7 separate regions of the Mus musculus genome follow, and regions 2, 3, 4, 5, 6 and 7 are each linked to region 1. The links are chromatin contacts, called in public Hi-C, HiChIP or PLAC-seq and promoter capture Hi-C maps. All regions are on one chromosome and are shown on one strand. The core of a region is the stretch at or near the end of the contact, and the rest is flanking DNA. Distances in the headings are between cores, read along the strand shown. Region 1 holds the start of Cpne5 (copine V). Region 2 holds the start of Cmtr1 (cap methyltransferase 1). Region 3 holds the start of Pnpla1 (patatin-like phospholipase domain containing 1). Region 4 holds the start of Tbc1d22b (TBC1 domain family, member 22B). Region 5 overlaps Gm16191 (a long non-coding RNA gene). Region 6 overlaps Tmem217 (transmembrane protein 217). Region 7 holds the start of Kctd20 (potassium channel tetramerisation domain containing 20).

Evidence for each region. Promoter capture Hi-C pulls out the DNA fragments that hold promoters and counts their contacts. A called contact is a pair of places that touch in the nucleus more often than the background predicts. HiChIP or PLAC-seq counts read pairs in DNA pulled down with a chosen protein or histone mark. Capture Hi-C pulls out chosen DNA fragments and counts their contacts.
Region 2: a contact with region 1 is called in a promoter capture Hi-C map of adipose tissue. The contact joins the promoter of Cmtr1 here to the promoter of Cpne5 in region 1. A contact is called at or near these places in 1 of 39 promoter capture datasets (hippocampal neurons) and 1 of 9 other capture datasets (adipose tissue).
Region 3: a contact with region 1 is called in a promoter capture Hi-C map of pre-B cells, with 2.8 times the contacts expected there. The contact joins the promoter of Pnpla1 here to the promoter of Cpne5 in region 1. A contact is called at or near these places in 5 of 39 promoter capture datasets (the 3T3-L1 cell line, the C10 cell line, liver and 1 more), 2 of 484 Hi-C or Micro-C datasets (both in the G1E-ER4 cell line) and 2 of 9 other capture datasets (embryonic stem cells and liver).
Region 4: a Hi-C map of bone marrow-derived macrophages shows a contact between it and region 1, with 31 read pairs. The contact joins the promoter of Tbc1d22b here to the promoter of Cpne5 in region 1. A contact is called at or near these places in 3 of 39 promoter capture datasets (cranial neural crest, liver and neutrophils), 2 of 484 Hi-C or Micro-C datasets (bone marrow-derived macrophages and forebrain), 8 of 115 datasets of contacts at active chromatin or transcription factors (astrocytes, bone marrow-derived macrophages, embryonic stem cells and 4 more) and 3 of 9 other capture datasets (adipose tissue, liver and pancreatic islet).
Region 5: a contact with region 1 is called in a Hi-C map of the N1E-115 cell line, with 3 times the contacts expected there. The contact joins the enhancer-like site here to the promoter of Cpne5 in region 1. A contact is called at or near these places in 3 of 39 promoter capture datasets (the C10 cell line, HPC-7-derived erythroid cells and pre-B cells), 1 of 15 datasets of contacts at CTCF or cohesin (pro-B cells), 4 of 484 Hi-C or Micro-C datasets (B cells, the N1E-115 cell line, cerebellar granule neurons and 1 more), 1 of 115 datasets of contacts at active chromatin or transcription factors (pancreatic cancer cells) and 1 of 9 other capture datasets (liver).
Region 6: a contact with region 1 is called in a promoter capture Hi-C map of pre-B cells. The contact joins the enhancer-like site here to the promoter of Cpne5 in region 1. A contact is called at or near these places in 13 of 39 promoter capture datasets (the 3T3-L1 cell line, the C10 cell line, the HPC-7 cell line and 9 more), 4 of 15 datasets of contacts at CTCF or cohesin (CD8 T cells, embryonic stem cells, large pre-B cells and 1 more), 5 of 484 Hi-C or Micro-C datasets (the G1E-ER4 cell line, bone marrow-derived macrophages, cortical neurons and 1 more), 8 of 115 datasets of contacts at active chromatin or transcription factors (the HPC-7 cell line, acute myeloid leukemia, embryonic forebrain and 4 more) and 4 of 9 other capture datasets (adipose tissue, embryonic stem cells, liver and 1 more).
Region 7: a contact with region 1 is called in an H3K4me3 HiChIP or PLAC-seq map of pro-B cells, with 4 times the contacts expected there. The contact joins the promoter of Kctd20 here to the promoter of Cpne5 in region 1. A contact is called at or near these places in 3 of 39 promoter capture datasets (the 3T3-L1 cell line, HPC-7-derived erythroid cells and cranial neural crest), 7 of 115 datasets of contacts at active chromatin or transcription factors (double positive thymocytes, embryonic limb bud, embryonic stem cells and 3 more) and 2 of 9 other capture datasets (adipose tissue and liver).

The regions. Positions count from the first base shown.
Region 1 is chr17:29,236,404-29,239,132 of GRCm38.p6, forward strand. Cpne5 (copine V) reads right to left here and starts at 1,387. Exons shown (of 21, transcript NM_153166.2): 1 at 1,210-1,387. The coding sequence starts at 1,304.
Region 2 is chr17:29,659,243-29,661,971 of GRCm38.p6, forward strand. Cmtr1 (cap methyltransferase 1) reads left to right here and starts at 1,353. Exons shown (of 24, transcript NM_028791.6): 1 at 1,353-1,529. All of the region lies in intron 7 of Gm28043 (predicted gene, 28043), which reads left to right.
Region 3 is chr17:28,857,096-28,859,824 of GRCm38.p6, forward strand. Pnpla1 (patatin-like phospholipase domain containing 1) reads left to right here and starts at 1,316. Exons shown (of 10, transcript NM_001034885.3): 1 at 1,316-1,976. The coding sequence starts at 1,772.
Region 4 is chr17:29,548,411-29,551,139 of GRCm38.p6, forward strand. Tbc1d22b (TBC1 domain family, member 22B) reads left to right here and starts at 1,392. Exons shown (of 13, transcript NM_198647.1): 1 at 1,392-1,584. The coding sequence starts at 1,529. It overlaps Tmem217 (transmembrane protein 217), which reads right to left and starts at 1,183. Exons shown (of 3, transcript NM_001162901.1): 1 at 1,099-1,183.
Region 5 is chr17:28,929,512-28,932,240 of GRCm38.p6, forward strand. All of the region lies in intron 1 of Gm16191 (a long non-coding RNA gene), which reads left to right. Among named protein-coding and RNA genes, the nearest start is that of Gm16191, 5.6 kb to the left of the region's middle. Within about 2 kb of position 1,365, at least 214 of the 459 cell types and tissues checked have an H3K27ac peak or open chromatin away from gene starts, as enhancers often do. A contact at or near this core is called in the N1E-115 cell line, liver and pancreatic cancer cells, where this site is marked.
Region 6 is chr17:29,530,164-29,532,892 of GRCm38.p6, forward strand. All of the region lies in intron 2 of Tmem217 (transmembrane protein 217), which reads right to left. Among named protein-coding and RNA genes, the nearest start is that of Tmem217, 18 kb to the right of the region's middle. Within about 2 kb of position 1,393, at least 80 of the 459 cell types and tissues checked have an H3K27ac peak or open chromatin away from gene starts, as enhancers often do. A contact at or near this core is called in CD8 T cells, the G1E-ER4 cell line, the HPC-7 cell line and 2 more, where this site is marked.
Region 7 is chr17:28,951,067-28,953,795 of GRCm38.p6, forward strand. It overlaps Kctd20 (potassium channel tetramerisation domain containing 20), which reads left to right and starts at 1,370. Exons shown (of 8, transcript NM_001356300.1): 1 at 1,370-1,503.

The sequences.
Region 1 (2,729 bases), core at 137-2,636:
GAGTAAAGGCATGTTCAAATTGTCTCTGTGTGGGACTGAGGTGTGGGGGATGGACACACATCTGGGAGTCACCGCAGTAGTCCCCTAGAGAGCCTGGCTGGGGACACCACCTCAGCAGCTCTCACTTCAAGTCCTCAGGAGGCAGTTTCCCAGAATCCATCCTCTTTCACACCCGAGGCTAGCATCTCGGGACATATGGACACTTGCCCAATGTCTCAATTCAGTAACTCAGAGATGAGGTGGACAATATCTGACCCAACAGCACCATAAAGCCAAGGTGCGTGGTTTGGAACAAGGGTGCGATGGGGCTCTGGAAATGCTATATGGGCCATTGCCAGGACCTCCAGTGAGTTATATCTGGACCACAATGTTCTTCACAAACCTATCAAAGCAGTGTGCCTAGGGCCAGCCACATGCCTGTCCAGCCTCGGGGCAGCCTATTAAGAGAACCTGAGAGGCCCAGCCCCACAGAGAAGGCCAACCAGTATGGCATTACTGGGGACTTGGAGGTGGCAGCCTACAAAACAAACTCCTTCCTCCCCCTCTTGCCTGGGGATTCTGACACTTCCTCATCAGCCCTTCGCTCCTTTGGCTTAAGATTTTCCCATCAGAGTTACTGGTTTTTAATGGCGCCACACCACTCCTAAGTTCGGCAAGGCTTCCTGCTCTCTGAGACTCTTGTCCCGGTTGATCCTTCTTGCTGGAGGCTAAAGCAAGAGGCTTTCAAATCCTGGGTTCTAAGACAGTGGAGGAGAGGGAGAAGGCTGGGGCAAAGGCCAGGGTAGGGGGAGAAAGGAGGTCACGGGAGGCACAGAGGGTCATGCCTGGGAGGAATGGCGCCAGTCCCTCTCAATTCTCCTTTTGGGGAAAGATAAATCAGGGAGAAAGCCAGAGTGGAGACCCTGGAGCGGCTCCTCCCCTTCCCACTCTGCTGCTGGGACCCCTGTTTCCGTGTCTTCCTCCTGTCCTGGAAGCAACAGCTCCGAATGCAAACTTTCTGGGAACCTGACCCCTGCCTGGCTGCCCATTCAGCCATCGCCACCCGCCGCTGGGCAGGGGGTCTCCGAAGACAGGCAGCGGGGCGCCCGGGAGACGAGAACAGTGAAAAGCAGGCTCGCTAAGCAAAGGCTGAAAGCTACAGAGAAAGAGGGATTCCGGCCCAGGGGCGGGGCAGGGTCCCCCCCCACCCCCGAACCGCGGGCGGCTCACCTGCATGACACCGTGATCTCCACCTTGGTAGCCGGGATGCTGCCCGCCAAGGAGTCGAACTCGCTGAGCGACGCCATGTCCTCGGGTTGCTCCATCGCCCACCGTCCCCCCACCCCACCCAAATTAGTCAATATTCCTGCGCGATTCACGCCTCCTCCGGAGCGGCTGCAGCCCTGGGCTGGGCGGCCAGGGGAGGAGAGGAGCGCGAAGAGGGGGCGTGGGAAGTGCGAGCGGGAAGAGGGCGGAGAGCGGGGGCCCGAGGAGAAACGGGGCGCGAGAGCTGCTGCGGGGAGGGGGGGCGCGGCGAGGGAACCCAGGCGCAGCGGGGAGGGGTCCCCTGAGGGGGCGTGGGGACTCGGGGATGGGGGACGAGGACTGAGCCGCCTCGGGCTTGGGGCGCAGCGCCACGTCCTCTGCTAGGGCTCCGGCTCCGGGGTGCCCTGGACTGCGGGAAAATCAAATGTACCCTGAGTCGCCGCCAGCGCCTCCCGCCAGGCGCGCGCAGCGTGCGGGGTCCGCGGGCGCCGGAGGGGCCGCCCGCAGGGGCCGGGGCGGGGCCAGGGCGGGGTCTGCGCGGGGCGAGTGTGGGAGCAATGTGTGAGTGTGTGAGTGTGCGCGCGTGTGTGTGCACGCGCGTGGCAGGCGTGGGGACGCGGCTCCGGATGACGGGGACAGGGCTGGCGACAGCCAGAGACGGTCCCAGGGCGCGCGCCGCCCTCTGCGCAAGTTCCCCCACCCCACTTGTCCAGCCGGGGTCTGCGTGCTGGGGGAGGGGAACGGTCCAAGGGGCACCTGTTTGGGCAGCGTCTAGGCGGGGTTCGGGGAAGAGGGCTCGGCTGAGTGTGCGCACCGCCACCGGAGGGTCTAAGCCCTCCACCCTCCACCTCCTTTTGGGGAGGCGGCGATCAGCCTGGTGCCAGGAAGGCTGGTCTGGTTTCCGACGTAGGGTGGGTCAGTGGGAGCTTGCCCATCTGCCTCTGGTGTCCGCAAAGCCTGGTCTTGGCTAGTCGCCTGAACCTTTACCCAGCTCCTTCGTCGTCCTCCTCCTCCTTCTCTCTTCGTGACCACAGGGGCCGAGCCAACCCCCGGGTCTGTCTGGAAGCTTCCTCCACTAGACCAAGTGGCTGGCCTCAGCTCCCTGGGCTTTGCAACCAGCAACCCAGTATACCAGGCTCAGAGCCCTGCACTGGGAAGCGAGGGGAGCGTCAAAGCATCTCTCAGGCAGACTTCCCAGGCTCAGCCTGCCCTCTGGGCCTGGGGTTGCAGCGCCAAGCCAGCTGTGCACGGAGTTTCCTCTCCAGCAAATCCACCCGTGGCCCCTCCTCAGCCTCGGTGTAAGCTTAGCTGAGACAAGACGCGCGGAGCAGCGGCAACTTCCTCACCCACCACCTCATACATCGTGGATGCCTGTCGCTATCGGTGGTGGCCTTCTGGCAGCCGGGCATTCCGAGCAGGTGCACCCGAACGCCGTTTGAAATCAATTTTCAAAACGTCAGTCAGAGCCCGAGTTGAAGACAAAC
Region 2 (2,729 bases), core at 103-2,602, 420 kb after region 1:
CAGCATTATGGGAGAACATATGTTGACATTTGAAGTCTCGGGGTTTAAGAGACAAACGCAGCTGAGAATGTCCAACAAAGTTATATTGGTCTGAAAATGGGAAGAGGAGTTAGAGTTACAGCCCATCTCAGTGCATATGGTCAAATGCCACAGATGCCATTATTTCTTTTAGTCTGAGGCATTGAGAATCAGATCTAGGATCTGGTGTGTACCGGACGAACAGTCTTGACACTGAGCTATGCCTAGTCCAATGTTAAATATGTCCTATGGAACAGGAACAGGTCTTTGACCTTGGCCAGTTTGTGTCTCTGACTGTATTCTTTTTTGTTGTTGTTGTTGTTTGTTTTGTTTTTCGAGACAGGGTTTCTCTGTGTAGCCCTGGCTGTCCTGGAACTCACTTTGTAGACCAGGCTGGCCTCGAACTCAGAAATAGGCCTGCCTCTGCCTCCCGAGTGCTGGGATTAAAGGCGTGTGCCACCACGCCCGGCTCCTCTGACTGTATTCTTAAATCTATATAATGACGATACTGTAGTAAGCTACCAAACTAGTTACGCCATGTTGTGAAACACTTTCTAGGATTTTTTTTTCCCACTTTCCAAGTCAGGGTCTTACAATATATCCCTGGCTGTCCTGGAAGTAGCTATGTAGACTAGGCTGGCTTCGAACTCACAGAGATATGCCTGTCTCTGCTTTCTGAGTGCTGGCATTAAAGGTGTTCGACACTACCACCTAGCTCCTAAGAATACTTTCATTGCTAAAACTATTTTGGGCAAAAATTCGTCTCCGGTCACTTCGACCAGTCATTAAATCTTATGCTAAACTGGTCTCTTGATCAGCCATAAATTTCTATACCATGTGATTGTGATTCTGACCTAAAGGTTAACTGCCTGACCATTTAATTGTTATCACTCTGCTTCTGAAAAGAAAAAAAAAGCAATGTTTGCTTGTTGCACATGTTTGGAGCTGCCTTTCTGTATACATCACAGTTGCAGTCCTTGTCTTTAAAATGTCGAACAAACTGGAGGTCCGAGGGTGCTTCCCGCTCCTCTGCCTGAGACAGCCCCACCGGTGGTAATAAATAATAAAGACTCCACATGATTTATTAAGACATCTTGGGAGTTTTCCTTCTTCAGGTAATCCATAACAAGATGAATAAACTGAGGTGAAGTATTGATTTCCCTTCTTTAGGGCGAGAGTAGACAAGGGTTATTTTCCTAGTGGCTTTTCTCTGCCCCCCCATTCTTTCGCGGTCCCCCTTCCGCGCAGGCGCCTCGGGTCCTGCGCGCTGTGCGACCTGGGCAGTTCCCCAGGGCCAAGCCTGAGCCCAGCGGGGGCGGGGCTGGCGGGCTCGTGACGTTATCAAGCGGCGCCGCCCGCGGGGCGGGTTCCGAGCGCGACCGCGCAGCTAGCCGGCCCTGCGAGGAAAACGAAAGTGAGGGAGGAGGAGGTTGCAGGGCCAGCCTGGGCGGCGACAGTGGCGGCCTGGTCCCTCGTCTCCGCTCGCCGGCTACTCGCCCCATCCCCTCAGCGTGAGTGCAGGCGCGCGGCCCCGGGGGTGCGAGCGGGCGGGCGCACGGGCACAGCATCCTTCCCCTGCGGCGGCCGCTTTGCCCGCTTTCGGGTAGCCTCTCTCTGCTCCTGCCCCCTGTCTTGTCCCCAGCAACCTCTCGGAGCCGAGGTTGCCGCTGCTGCTGGTCGCCGCGCACACAGTATCACACCTGACGTTTCCAAAGGAGAAGCTCCGTCGGGGAGATGGCGTTCCCTTCTTTCCCCTCTGCATACGGGGGTTAGCAGCGCTTAGAAGTGCCTGGTCACAGCGCGTCTGCCATTGTAGGTCACTCGATAGCCCTTTGGCCTTCCCCTGGCCGAGGAAATGAGAGGATTGGCTTGGATTCCCTGCGAGGCCCCAGTCGAAGGTGCTGTGGTGGAGGGGGACGTTCGTATCTGCCGCCTTGCCCTTCTACAAAGCTGTTTCCTGTTCTCTCACTTGCCCCATCGCAGACCACACTGAGTTCCCAGTGGCACCCCCCACCCCCGCTTCACCCACACCCACCGGGACGACTTAAGAGTTAAATGAGACCCATTTTATGTGCTGTGAAGCCTCAGCGATGAGCTTTCCAGTAGGCTCACCTATCTGTGATGTCAAGTAAAAATGTGGCTCCTCGGGCCTGGCTTTCTGTTGGCTCAGTCGCCTGGCTTTCCTGCTTTCCTCTAATAGGCACTGCTACTGTCACTTAGGAAATTGCCACCTGAGATTGGGATGATCGTACATTGGGTCCACAGGTTCATCCTCGGGCTGGAAATACGGAAACCTTTTGCTAGGTTTCAAGGGGAGGGATTGCTATATCCCTTCAAATTCCATTACTTTCTTACCTCGACTGCTGATGCTCATTCTCCCTCCACCCCAGCAAATATTTTGAAATAAGTTGAACTGGCTCTGATTTTCATAGACAATATTGAGTATCAGTTCATAGTCAAAACAACACATGGTCTTAAAACTATATGTCTGACTCAAACGCCAGAGAAGTCTGTTCTTGTATCCCAGCGTCCCTGTTCCCCAAAGATACCAGTGTACCTCCAACTTTTAAGTCTTTTCTCTTTTCTGAGTTCTTTGAATACACTACTTTTCCTGAAGATTTTGTAATTTTTTTTTGACTTTTTGAGACAGGGTTTCTCTGTGTAGCCCTGGCTGTCCTGGAACTCTGTAGACCAGGCTGGCCTCCAACTCA
Region 3 (2,729 bases), core at 66-2,565, 380 kb before region 1:
CTTTTTGGGTGAGAAAATCCCTCCTCTCAGAAATCATGCTGAGTAGCCCTAGAGCTAACCCTGGTCCCCAAGCCCCTGTCCCTTACCAAAACATCTCTCTGCCCTGACCCTGATGAGGAGACCCAGACACCCCACATGAGACCTCATGACCCCCGACCCCTGACCCCCATCCACAAGCTATCTATTCATGTGGCCATCTTGGAATGACCAAGCTCGCTGTCCTCTTCCCTCCTGCACACCCAAGAGACAGCACTCCAGCTGAAGACATGATGCTCTCTCCCTGAGGACCGGTGTTCAGTTCCCAGCACCTATATCAGGCAGCTCACAACTGCCTGTGATTCCGGCTGCAGGGCATCGGATACCCTCTTCAGGCCTCTGGAGCTGGCACAGGACTGAGAGGCAAGAGAGAAGACCTGCACGGACCAGGCCAGGGACAGGGAGATGACAGAATAAGAAGAGGTAGGAAGGAGGCTGGCGACTTCTGGCTGGTTACTGATGGACGCTGCGAAGAGGGACTCTCATTGGAGGAGTTGCCGCCATCAGATCGGCCGCCATCAGATCGGCAAGTCTATAGGGTATTTTCTTGATTAATGATTGATGGAAGAAGGCTCAGCCCACTGTGGGCGGTGCCATTCCTAGGCAGGTGGTCTGAGTCTGTGTAAGAAAGCAGGTTGGGGGCTGGAGAGAAGGCTCAGCGGTTAAGAGTAGTGACTGCTCTTCCAAAGGTCCTGAGTTCAAATCCCAGCAACCGCATGGTGGCTCACAACCATCCTCGTAACAAATCTGACGCCCTCTTCTGGAGTGTCTGAAGATGCAGTGTACTAAATAAATCTTTACAAGAAAGAAAGAAAGAAAGAAAGGAAGGAAGGAAGGAAGGAAGGAAGGAAGGAGACAGCGTGTAGCGATGGGGGAGCAAACCTGCATTGGTTCCTCTCGCCCTGCCTTGACTTTCATGATGAACCTTAAACTGTGAGCTGAAATAACCCTTTTCTCCCCAAGTTGCTTTTGGTCACGGTGTTTTATCACAGCAATGGAAAGCAAACCAGGGCAAACACCCAGAGCCATACTTCTCTGTTACAGTTTTTGCCCAGAGCCAATCCTAAGGTAAGAATAAATAGAGAGGTGTTTTGTGTAAGAACTTTCCAGAGTCTGAATGGGGTGGGGGAGGGGCATGGGGTGGTATGAGTTGCTCCTCCCCATTGAAAGCCAAAGCCATCCTGCAGCCCACAATGGAAGTGAGGGGAACACAGGCTGGGGAGGGGGCGTGGCGGATAGGGGGCGTGGCGTGTAACTCTGCGTCCTGTCAGTGAAGAGCAGCCTGTCAGTGAGGGAGGCACAGGGCGAGGCAGAGATTTTGCAACTGGATGCTGAGAGGCACCGCCTCTGTGGACACCGTCCAGAGCAGGGTGCAGGGAATGCCCCGCTCCTAGGTGCGCTCCGGATGGGTGGAGAGCGCTGAAGAGCCTGTACCTGACAGAAGTCTAGCAAGGGCATGAAGTGAGCAAGGGGTCTGCAGGACCACGCCCCTGCCCATGACTCTAAGGACTGTCTACATTTCATCCAGTACCTGGGGATCCCTATCAGCCCTTCCGGGGTACCTCTCAGCAGAGCTAAACAGGCCCAGGCAGTGGCTGGATGAACCACCCGTGGATGCCTGACTGGGCTGGTAGAGTTGCCACATTCCCTGCTCTTGGCTGGGGGAGAAGGAGATACTGAGCCAAGGCAGACAGGTGTGGGTTCTTCCTCCGCTGGGAGGCCATAGACCCCGAACATGGACGAACAGGTGTTCAAAGGAGACCCAGATACCCCTCATTCCATCTCCTTCTCCGGGAGCGGGTTCCTTTCCTACTACCAGGCTGGGGCCGTGGATGCTCTGCGAGATCTGGCCCCGAGGATGCTGGACACAGCCCATCGCTTTGCAGGGACGTCAGCGGGAGCGGTGATTGCGGCCTTGGTCGTCTGCGGGATTGAGATGGGTAAGACTTTTATTCTGGTGTCTTTGAAGGGGGCTGCTGGAGGGGGCTTCTCAGAACAGACCCTGGACAAGCTTGGAAGTGCACGGGGAGAGAGGCGGGAAAGCCTGGCAGCCAGGGTAGTCCCCCTTCACACACACACACACACACACACACACACACACACACACACACACGTCCTCCGTCCTCCTCCTCCTCCATGGGCGAGGCTTCTTTTAAATTGTAAACACTGCCTCAACTTCCCAGTGAGGAGGAGGGGTTCCCAACATGCAAACCCTGAGTTGAGGAGAAGCTGGTGACAGATGTGGGACACAGTGTGGGAGCTTCAGCTGTGCCCCGGTGGGCCAGAGGCCACAGTGCTGACCCAGGGCTATGAGCAACAGCCTTCTTGGCCCGGCCAACCCCCACCTGCTCGATGCCAGGCTGTAATGTAGAGCCCCTGTGAAGTTCTAGAATGTTCTAGAGAGAAAAGACAGCAAAATTCCGAATGGAGACGTCTCTCGTGTCATGATGGAAGGGATGGGGGTGGGGGGTGTCTGTGAACAAATTGCACCCGGCTGGGGCTAAAGGGGGAAAGGGGACCGTGTTCCAAAGATGTTTGGGGGGGTGGGCCATGTTGAGGAGGAGGCATCTAGGTGGAGACTGCACAAAGTAAGACATTTAGAGAAAGGACATTTCTGGGCCCCGGGGGACAGACCTGGGGGAGGAGGACTGGGGCTGAGGTTGGAGGAAGCAACGGAGGGATCAGGGATCTGG
Region 4 (2,729 bases), core at 142-2,641, 310 kb after region 1:
CAGGTCCTCTGAAAGGGCAGCACATGCTTTTAACCCCTGGGCCACCTGTTCAGGTCTACAGTCCTAGTCTTTTAACATTAGCAAGCAAAAGAAGCCTGAAAACTGGGAGTAATGTCTATGTAAAAAGAAATCACTGAGGGACATATAGAAGGTGTTTCTTTAGGTGGGAAAAGAAGGAGCCTTGAGAATTTGCCAGTATGTTGGGCCAGCAAGATGGCTCAATGGGTATAGGGGCTTACAGCCAGTCTTGACGACCTGAGTTCGGTGAGAAGAGAAAACTGAAGTTCTCCTTTGACCTCTCTCTCTCTCTCTCTCTCTCTCTCTCTCTCTCTCTCTCTCCTCTCTCTCTCTCTCTCACACACACACACACACTGAATAAATGTAATGTATTTTTCAATATTTAGAAACCCTAGGGTGTTAGTACAGAGATGGATTGAGCAGTAGCTCGCACATATCCACAGTTCCTTGTCTGAACAAACATTTCTTCGGAGTAGAAAAAGGAAGTACCCTCCATCTTCCCCCAAATGTCCCAGAACACACTCAAAAAAGAGAGGTAGTCATTAACATGACACCCAAAGGAGACAACATGCTAAAATTAGATCTCATTTTGAGTCAAAATTAGATTGAAAAATGAATCTATAGATGGAAGATTTATAGCCAGTTAATAAAGGAGTTGAGGATATTGGGGGTACATCCTTCATCTTCCTGATTGTTGCCATGGGGATGAACAACGTCCCTAGAGAAAATGCTACTTGGAGGATAAATTAGTATTTCCTAAGCATGACTTCTCAGTATCTGGATCCTCATAACCAGAAAGAGTCAGACCCGAAGAAGGGATTACATCACGAAGTTCAGTTAGCGGAAGAAAGGGGGAGTCTGATAAATCAACTGCTACTCATACAACAGTTACCCGCACTGGGGTATGGCCGGAACTGTCCTCTGCGAAACTAGGACCATAAGGGAACAAGGCGGGGGTGGGGGGGTGGGGGGGTAACCACCCTGGGTGCCATTGAGGTGAGGGACATTAAAAAATGTTCATTATTACATGAGGCCTTCCTTTAAAGACTAATGTATACAAATGTTATGGTTTCTCCTTACCCCTCTCCACCAAGACAACCCCAGAACCTCAGCCCATCAAAGGCAACAGTCCCATCTACTTCTTCCTCGCAGTACCTGGTTCTCTGCCTCCGGGGAGTAGGAACTTTCAGCCCCGCCTTCCTGCCCATCTAAGCCCCGCCTCCCCGGCCCACCTGTGTGCCCAGCCCCTGACGTTGCCGCGGGCCTTCAGCGGCCCGCAGGATCCGGGATCCTCATTGGTCCATCCGCCCACCGGCCTGCTCAGCCCACCAATGGCAACGGTGTTGGGCGGGGGGAGTGCCCACATCCAAGATGGCGCCCCCAGGAGCTGGGAGCGGGTGACCGGCGGCGGGGAAGCGGCCTGGGCTGGCCCTCAGATTGCGGGGTCCCGGGGGCCTGTCGCGGGGCCCCCCCGTGACCCACCGACCAGGCCTTCCCCCGGGCCGGAGAGATGGCCGCCGAGAACAGCAAGCAGTTCTGGAAGAGGAGCGCCAAGCTACCGGGGAGGTGAGCCCAGGACGCTGAGGGGAGTGGGGATTGGACCCAAAGCCTTCCAGATCCTGGTCCCTGAATCCCTCCGTCTTGGGGTACCCCCGAGGCCGGAGGGCTGGTGTCGGAGTAGCCCAGGCTGGAGCAGCTGTCAATCAGAGGAGCCTGGCCAGCTTGGGTGTGGGGTGCAGACTGGGGTCTGGGGGCGGGGAACCTCAGCTGGGAGGTGTCAGGGGACCAGTGTGAGGGGCAGTGGAGTTGGGCGAGTTGCCATTGTCAGCGTAGCCGTGGAGGGCCACCTGCAGACCGCTTCCGACTTTCTACAGAACTCCTTAGGGGTCTCCAACAGCATGGGTGGCTGCTTGCATGAGGGTTGGTGGCCCCATGGCCTTGGTTCCCAGCCCATCATCACATTCCTGTCTTCCCTTGGACTCCCAAAGGGGTTCTGATAGGAGAGCCTGGGCCAGGCCTGCAGGGGTATGAGCAAGACAGGGGAGGGGGAATTCTCAAGCCTGACCTTACTCTGTCTTGAGTTGGTCCTTTCTTTTGAGAAATTATTACAGGGTGGCCGCAGGGTGGAGAATAAGTTATTCCTTCTGGCATCCCGGAGAAGTGATGATTTTTCAGTGTGGATGCATTAAGTTCTTTTATTCTTGTTTTGTTGGAGAGCAGACCTTTCAAGCAACTTATTCCCTTAGTGTTTCTTTCTCTTGTTAGTGTATGTTGACACTGAGCAATTGTCTCTCAGTCAGGCTGCCTTTTGGTTTACTGGTTCCGTTTGTTTTGGGTGATGTCCTGAAAAATGAAAGCCCTATGTGTTTCACTACTGAATTTAAGATTTCTGCCAGCCACAGGCTGCTTGGTGTTAAGAGTTTGTGTCTGGTCACCGCCCTCATGAGTTCTATCCTTAGTGATTTTCCTGTTAAGTCTTTTTTTGTTCAGGTGTAGTCCTTTGACCTGTGACCTCGCACTCTTCCCTTCCTCCTTTCCCTCTCTCTCTCCCCTCTTTCCCATTCTCTCTCCTCCTTCTCTTCCCCTCCCCCTCCCTCTCCTCTTTCTCCCCCTCTTCCGTTCTCTCTTCACACTGTTGAAGACACTCTGCCACTGAGTTACACACAGCCCTCGCCCCCTTCTTCAAGCGAAAGAGAAACTGAGAGTCAGCA
Region 5 (2,729 bases), core at 115-2,614, 310 kb before region 1:
GGGCAATGGCTGCTCTTGCAGAGGACCTGACTTCTGTTGCTAGCCCATAGTTTGCTTTCACTCCAGTTCCAGGGGGTGCAAGGCTTTCCTCTAACCCCTACTGACACCGGCACACGCAAGGCAAGCACTCACACAGACACAAACACGGAAGTAAGTACATCTTAAGAAAAACTAAGCCAGGTGGTGGTGGCACACACCTTTAATCCCAGCAGTTGGGAGGCAGAGGCAAGGTGGATTTCTGAGGCCAGCCTGGTCTACAGAGTGAGTTCCAGGACAGCCAGGGCTACACAGAGAAACCCTGTCTGGAAAAAAAAAAAAGAAAGAAAGAAAGAAAAGAAAACCAAGATAGTTCTGTCCACTCCCCACAATAAAAGAGTGTCAGGAGAGGATGAGAAAAGTGCTCCCCTGGAGATACTGAAGTGCTCCCCTGGAGGTGCCAAGGTGGCACAGGGATTGGGGGGAGCACAGTCAAGCTTCAGAGGGGAGGTGGAGCAGGGTGAGGGGGCAAGGGCTAGAACAAGCTGCTGCTTTTTTTTTAAATAATTTTTAAAAGATTTATGTATTTATTATATGTAAGTACACTGTAGCTGTCTTCAGACACTCTAGACGAGGGCAACAGATCTCATTATGGATGGTTGTGAGCTACCATGTGGTTGCTGGGAATTGAACTCAGGACCTCTGGAAGAGCAGTCAGTGCCCTTAACCACTGAGCCATCTCTCCAGCCCCAGAACAAGTTTCATACGAACTAAGGCGGCACCTGGGCCAGGCCATGTCTACAAGTGGGGAGCAAGCTCAGTTCAGGCCAGGGCACTGGGGAACTCTGTCTGTCCTTCCTGTTGGGGTCCCTTGGTGTATGTGTTGGTTGCCCTCCTCTATGGGGTTGACAGGGAGTTGTTGTACCCCCATCTTTGGACCTTGTTCCTCTGACACGTCTGGGACACACCCATATCCCAATTTGCTTTGATAAACAGGGCGGGGGCCCTTTCTATTTTTAAGTTATCAGTTTGTTCCTTGTGGGTGGTACCGACAGATGGCGTTGTGTTCATTTCTGTCAGAGTGCAGCGTCACTCCGTCTCGGTGTTTACACTCCAAGTTGGAGTCAAATGTTGCTTGTGAAATGGAGTCACCCCGAGCAAGGCAAAACTCTGTGCGTGATCTGTAACCCGAGATGATCCTGAATTTACGGTCTGCCTCTACTGCCCTACTCCGCGCCTACTTTAAATGGCACTGGGAAGGAAGCAGGGCTTCCCATGTGCTCAGTAAGGCCTCTGCCACCAGAGCTACAACCCCAGGTCCCCTCCTCTTTGTTTGAGATTCCTGCTGGCCTGCTGGCTGATGATTTTCCAGCTGGCTGGCTTCCAGCTCTTGGAGTTGTCTGGGCAGAGGCCAGAGCTAGGGAAACCAGAAGCTGTTTGGCCCAGCTGGAGAGCTCAGTCAGGGGTGTCCCCAAGGAGGCCCCACTTCCTGGTATCCTGAGCAGGGCTGGATGAGAGGTCACCTCCCTCTTCTCTGTTATGTGACCCTCCATTACTGCTCTCTCCTCTGCTCGGGTGAACCTTGTTTACCAGTTACCACGGTCCTTGGCTTCTCGTGTGTCACTCTGATCCGAGACTCTGATTGATGGCTTGGTCCCCACAGGCTTTGCTGACGATTCTTTTCTGGTCAGTCATAGTTGTTGTTGTTGCTTTTTAAGATTTACTTATTTATTATATGTAAGTACACTGTAGCTGTCTTTAGACACACCAGAAGAGGGCATCAGATCTCATTACAGATGGCTGTGAGCCACCATGTGATTGCTGGGAATTGAACTCAGGACCTCTGGAAGAGCAGTCAGTGCCCTTAACCGCTGAGCCATCTCTCCAGCCCAGTCATATTTAACTTTACGGACATTCCACAAAGATGTCCCCTGTGTGGAAACTGGGATGTCTCTGGGGACATTGCTCCAGGGAAGGAGGCTTGGGAGCAGCCACACACACCAAGAGCACGTATTCCATAAATATTAGTTATTATTAGGATTGCTCAGACACACTGGTTTTCAATAGTCACTTCAAACCTTTGTCAGTTTAGAGGGATGGACTCAGCTCCATGCTTTACTCTTATATTTCTGATCCAAAGGTGACTCACAAGTACAAGAATTCTTGAGCTGGGCACTGTAGGGAAGGCTCAGCTTAAGAGCACACACACACTGCTTTTGCGGGAGACCTGAGTCTGCTTCCCAGCACCCATGCTGGGCAGCTGTGACTCCAGCTGCTGGGGTGGGGATGCTCTTTTCTGGCCTCTGCACGCTCCCGCACACACATGTACAAAGGCACACAAAGGGAGCTGGAGATGCAGGAGAGGATAAGGTGGGTGAAAGGTACAAATGTCAGAAGTGTGCGGAGCTGATAGTATCACACCAGCGGTGCACAGGAAGTCTAGCCTCTGTCTGGTGCTGGTCATTCGCTTATTTAGACGCGGATGGGACAGTGAATCAGTCAGTGTGAGTGACCTAGTTCTAAAACAGTTACATGTTTACGAAGGGTCACAATGTTGTGGTCTGAGTCTTCTCAGATGTTTCAATAAACATGAGTCATGGAATCAGAGGCCATAGGTTCAGTTTCTACCAGAGCTCCGCCTACAGACGAGAGCTCCGCCTACAGACGAGAGCTCCGCCTACAGACGAGAGCTCCGCCTACAGACGACTCTCCTGATTCTGAGGGCTCCAAAGCACCTCACAGATGCTTGCTTG
Region 6 (2,729 bases), core at 143-2,642, 290 kb after region 1:
TCACGGGGGGTGGGATAGGGTTTGAGGTTTCAAAAGTCCATGCCAGGCCCATTCTCTCCCCTCTCTGTCTCTGTCTCTCTCACTGCTGCTTGTGGATAAGATGTAAGCTCCCCGCTGCCACTCAAGCGCCATGTCTGCCAGCCTGCCTGCCTGCAGCCACGCTTTCTGCCTTGACGGTCATCAGCTCACCCTCTGAAACTGTGAGCTCCGAAGTTAAATGCTTTCTTTTATAAGTTGATTTGGCCATGGTGTCTTCTCATAGCAATATGGCAGTAACTGAGACACAAGGCAAGGGAATTTATGGACTGAGCTATCTCCTTCAGACCTTAAAGCTTCGATTTTCTGTTTCTGTTTTGTTTGAGACTGGGTCTTACTGTGTAGCCCTGGCTGGCCTGGAACTCACAGATCTGCCTGCTTCTGTCTAGAGAGCTGGGCTCAAGGCATCTTTAACTACGCAAGGCTCAAAACACATTTTACTGGTGCCCCACCACCACCCCAATGTTGGCTTACAAATTCCATTGCCGCTTCTTGCTCCTCCTCCTCTCCCCGCCCTCTTCCTGGCCCCTCCCACTGGCTCTTACCTCCTGCGCGCTCTCTCTCTCCTCTCTCCTCTCTCTCTCTCTCTCTCTCTCTCTCACACACACACACACACACACACATACACACACATAGAGGAATTAAAATCTAGGACCCACATGTGAGAGAACGCAGGTCCTATTTGTCCTTTTGAGCCTGGTTTATTCTACTTCTACTTCATTTACTTCATTCGAGGATTTCCAGCTTCATCCATTTCTCTGCAAATGTCACTATTTCATATTATTTCACAGCTGAATGATTTCCACAGTCTGTACCTTCCGCATCTCCTCCATCCATCAATCCTTCCATCAGCTGATGGATATCCATGCTGGTCCCACTCCTAGATGTCTTGGGTTTCTGAGACAGAAGGCGAGGGGTGTCTTAGCTGCCTGTTTTGCCTCAGGGCCCCTCCTAAAGTAAAGGTCTGGAGCGGCTGCCAGCTGAAGGCTGTCCTCCGAGGAGGGTCCTTTCACTCACCTGGCTGTTGGTAGCTCCTGGCCAGAAACCTCAGCTCTCTTCTTCTGGCCTGTTTTAAGGGCTGCCTGAGTCTCCTTGTGCCATGGCTGCAGGCTTTCCTCGAGGGTAACTGTTTGGTAGCAGCAGAGAATGGCTGTGTCTTTTTTTTTCTTTTAAATTTTATGTGGTTGAGTGCCTTTCTGCATGTAGGACCGCCAGGTGCCTGCAGTGCCCATAGTAGCCCGAAGAGGGCGCCAGTTGGAGCCCGAGGAACTGGAATTACACAGGCAGTTGTGAGCAGCAAATGCTCTTACCACTGAGCCATCTCTCCAGCCCTGCGGTCTTGCTTCTTATAGGCTTACTAAAGGCTAACCACAGGGCTGCGCACACAGTCCTGGCCGATGGCAGCCTCCGCTCATCACCCCAGGGTGATGAGGCTTTGAGCTTTCTTCTCAGCCAAGTAGCCAGCATCCAACCCAGCAGGGTGTGTGTGTGTGTGGGGGGGCACTCTCTAGGGGGCACAACCTGCTACCTCCCCAGTTTTCCCAACAGGAGAGAAATCCCAGATACTGTAGGGAAGCTAGGGTCTTCCCTTCTTCCTGTATTCTTCCAGGCCAAACTCTTGCTCAAGAGATCAGATTTCCCAAAACAAAAACCCAATCCTCTCCAACACAGAAAGAAAACCAGCCTGCCATGCTTGACAGTGAGTCAGCTGACAAGCAGGGAAACCAGTCCCCACTGGGGATGGGCGAATGCAGACAATAAACCACAGGGCTGCGCACACAGTCCTGGCCGATGGCAGCCTCCGCTCATCACCCCAGGGTAGCTCTACACATCCCTTGCTATGTCTATAATCTTTTCTTTCTCCAGTGCCTTTTCTCTACTTGGCTCTTTCCTCTGGGTCTTTCAGGTCTCCTACGCGGTGTCAGGGTCCCACGGTAGCTTCCTTTCTGTGGTCACTGGCTGACTGCCAACTTGCCTCTCACTAGCAGGCCAATCAGGAGTGCCCCGGAAGCTCTCCTCTGCGCTCCTTTCTTCCACAGGATGTCAAACACATCTCTGAGAACTTTCAGTGAATTCTCACTGTTCAATGCTCAGAACTGGGGTACATGGGCACCCCTAGCCACGGTATCACCATAGCTGCCATAGACAAATATTTATGCCAGGACTAGAACTCAGCTGCCTTATTCCACTAGCAAGGAGCCCTCTTGATGAAGAATATGGAGTTTGTTCTGCTCAGGACCCGTTTTCCTTGAATGTGGAGGTCTCTGATGTGGGACAGGACCTTCCCTTCCTTAGTGTAGCAATTGCGCCTTCCACAGACAGCCACACAGTTGGCCAGAATAAAGTTTAGATTTCCAAGTATCACTTGCAGCTAATGGCTATGCTACCAAAGGGTTTTTATTTATTTATTTATTTATTTATTTATTTATCTATTTAGTGTGTTTATTTTTGGACCAGAGGAAGGGAGTATTTTGAGATAGGGTTTCTCTGTGTAGCCTTTACTGTCCTAGAACTCACTCTGGCCTTGAACTCAGAGTTCTGCCTGCCTCTGCTCAGATTAAAGGAGTGCACCACTGCCCAGCTTGGAAGTTGGTAGCCTGGTTGCTACCAACGTTTTTTAAATGACATTTTATTCATTTTGTGTGCATGCAAGAGTTATGGTTGTGGATGTGAGCATGCCACAGTGTGTTTGT
Region 7 (2,729 bases), core at 120-2,619, 290 kb before region 1:
GCACATGATCTCATTACTGTGTTGGCTTTTTTGTGACATTACTGTGTTGGTGGTCGTATTTGGTTTGTTTTGAGACATGGTTTCCTCTGTGTAGCCCTGGCTGTTCTGGAATTCACTTTGTAGACCCAGTTTCCTGACTGGATTCCCTGACTTCCCTTAGTGACAGGTGGTATGGGGGAAACTGGGCAAGGTAGACCCGTCCCCCTCCTCCCCTCCCCCCCCCAGAAGCAACATAAGCCAAATAAGGGGGACCTCGATTTCCTGATCCTCCTGCCTCTACCTCCCAAGTGCTAGGATTAATGCTGTGCACACAGGTATTCCCTATATTTTTTTGCGTGGTTTTATTAGTTTATTTAGTGCTCAGCAGCAGTTTTAAAGTAGAATAATGTCAGCACTTGGGAGACAGGGACAGGAGGATGAGGAGTCCAAAGCCATCCTTGGCTACACAGCAAATTCAACATGGGCTGCGGCGTCACATCTCAATAAAATGAACTCGGACCTGGAGACGTAGCTCAACTGGTAGAATAATGGCCTAGGGTGCATGAAGCCCTGGGTTACACCAGAGCCCTTCATAATTCGGCTACGGTAGGGCTTGTCTGTAACCCTATCCATCACTCACATGGTGAAGGTCGGATCAGAGGTGCAAGGCCATACTGGGATAAAGGAGACTGTCTCAAAAAACAAAGAACACCCCATGTATTAAGAGTGGAGAGCCAGGGAGGAGGGAGAAGGGAAATAAAGGTTAAAACAAGCAAACCCCCAATAGAACGAAACACCCAAAACTAGAAGTCTGTGCAATCATTGTGATGGTGTAATCAACTGGTCTGATAACTTTCTTAAGTACAAAAGCCACAAGTCCCCGTGACCCTGAGAGATGGAGCCAGGTTCCTCCTCTCAGGTTCCCTTGTGCGGTTCACAGGAAGCAAGGCAACCAGCTTTCTAATAGTTTGCTTCCAGGTAACATGAAACCTGTAGAATCTTGTTTGCTATCGCAGATTGTTCCGTGAAACTCAAGAGTTGGGGGGAAGTTTTTGTTTTCTCTTTTATCTTGTTTTGTTGTTGTTGATGTTTTTCTGTCTTTGGGCTGCAGTTCATATCCATCCGCCACACAAAGGCGATAGGCTCATCTTTCCGTGAGCATCACGCGTTCCGGGGCGACCCAGCCTCTTTCACCTTCGAGCCTGCAGCTCGCTTTCCTGTCTGAGCCCCTTGGGTGATGGAGCGCAAGCGGCGGCGGCGCGCGTTACTGGGCCGCCCTGGCGAAGAGCCCCAGTTCCCGGCCGGCCGGGCAGGCAGGCGAGGCCCCGGCCTATGGCGGAGTCCGCGGCGGGGGCGGGGCGAGCCGCGCGGCCTTCCCGGCATGCCCCGCGGTGGGCGGGGCTCTTGTTTTGAAGGGCCGGGTGACTCAACCGGGGATCCGCGGCCAGGGCGGGGGCGCGCGGTGGCCGGAGCTTGGAGGTGGCTTCGGGGCTCGGTGTCGGAGAGCGCGGCAGCAAGCGGCCGGTGAGTGCCGAGTGACAGGGTGGGCGGGCGAGCGGGCAGGTGATGGCGCGGGCTGATGATGGCGGCGGGCGCGACGCTGCGGCCTGAGAGGCCCCGTGCGGGCTCCTCCCCGGCCTGGGGAGAAAGGAGAAGCCGGGCGAGGCTGCCGACCAACCACGCAGGGCCACCGGTAGCCCAGGCTGGGGAAGGTTGGTCGCGCTTTCCCAGAACCTCTGGAATCTTCTGTCGGTCCTGTCGCCCCTCTGTTGTCATCCCATGCTTAGTGCAGAACTGGGAGATTTTTTTCTTGCATATAAGAACTTTTTATAGCAGACAGTGTCGTCAGGCTTGCGCCATGAGGACACCTCCTCCCCTTTGTGGGAATTTGTCATTCTTTCTGAACATTCCTGGATTGGGCTGATTTACTATTTAGAAGTAAATCTAATCTTTTAAGTGAGAATTCAGCAAACGAACTAACAGACAGGCCAGGAACTCTGACCAACCAAGCTCTTTCACGGTGTCTGTTTGCTGATAGACAATTGTTTACCTAGAAATTTGAGATTTCTTTTTAAATGATCTCCCAAACAGAATGTTGGAATAATATTAGTTGTGACGAACCTTGAATTAGAACGTCAACCCCACTCCAGAGGAACAAAAACAAAATCTTAAAGTAGCAGTTCTCAAACGCGTTTTGCAGGTCGCTAGCACGGCTCCCAGAAATTAATTCTAGAAATCTAGGGTGGACCCCTGAGTCTACTAGTGCTGGCAGGCAACCACCCCGCTTGGGCCGCCTTGGTAAGCCAGGAACCGGACCTTAGGAAACCAAGATTAGCTTGGCCTGAGGACTGTAAATACTGTCTCATGTCCTTTTCTTTCTGTTGACTTACTCCTCTCCTGTCCGTAATCAGTCGGGAGTCAAGAAGCCCTGATTCGGAAGGCTGTGTGAGAAAGGATAGTGCTTTCTGGAGCCCTTACATGAGAGCAGGAAATGGCTTTTTATCCATATCCTGTTATTGCCTGGGTGGGAGAAAGATGGCGTGGATCAGGCTAACCCACCTTGTTTCTCTCAGGAGCCTGTTGGTAGGATCGTGGGAGCTTGAGCATGTCATTAGGTCTTGGCTCCCACCTCAGCTCTCTGCTTTCCTTCTCATGGTATCAGCCAGGGAGTGCCCGGAGCCTGGGGGGTCTCTGATTCCCTGGGATGTGCCAGCATCAGTAGTATTTATGGGCTTTTAGTTGTGGGTATC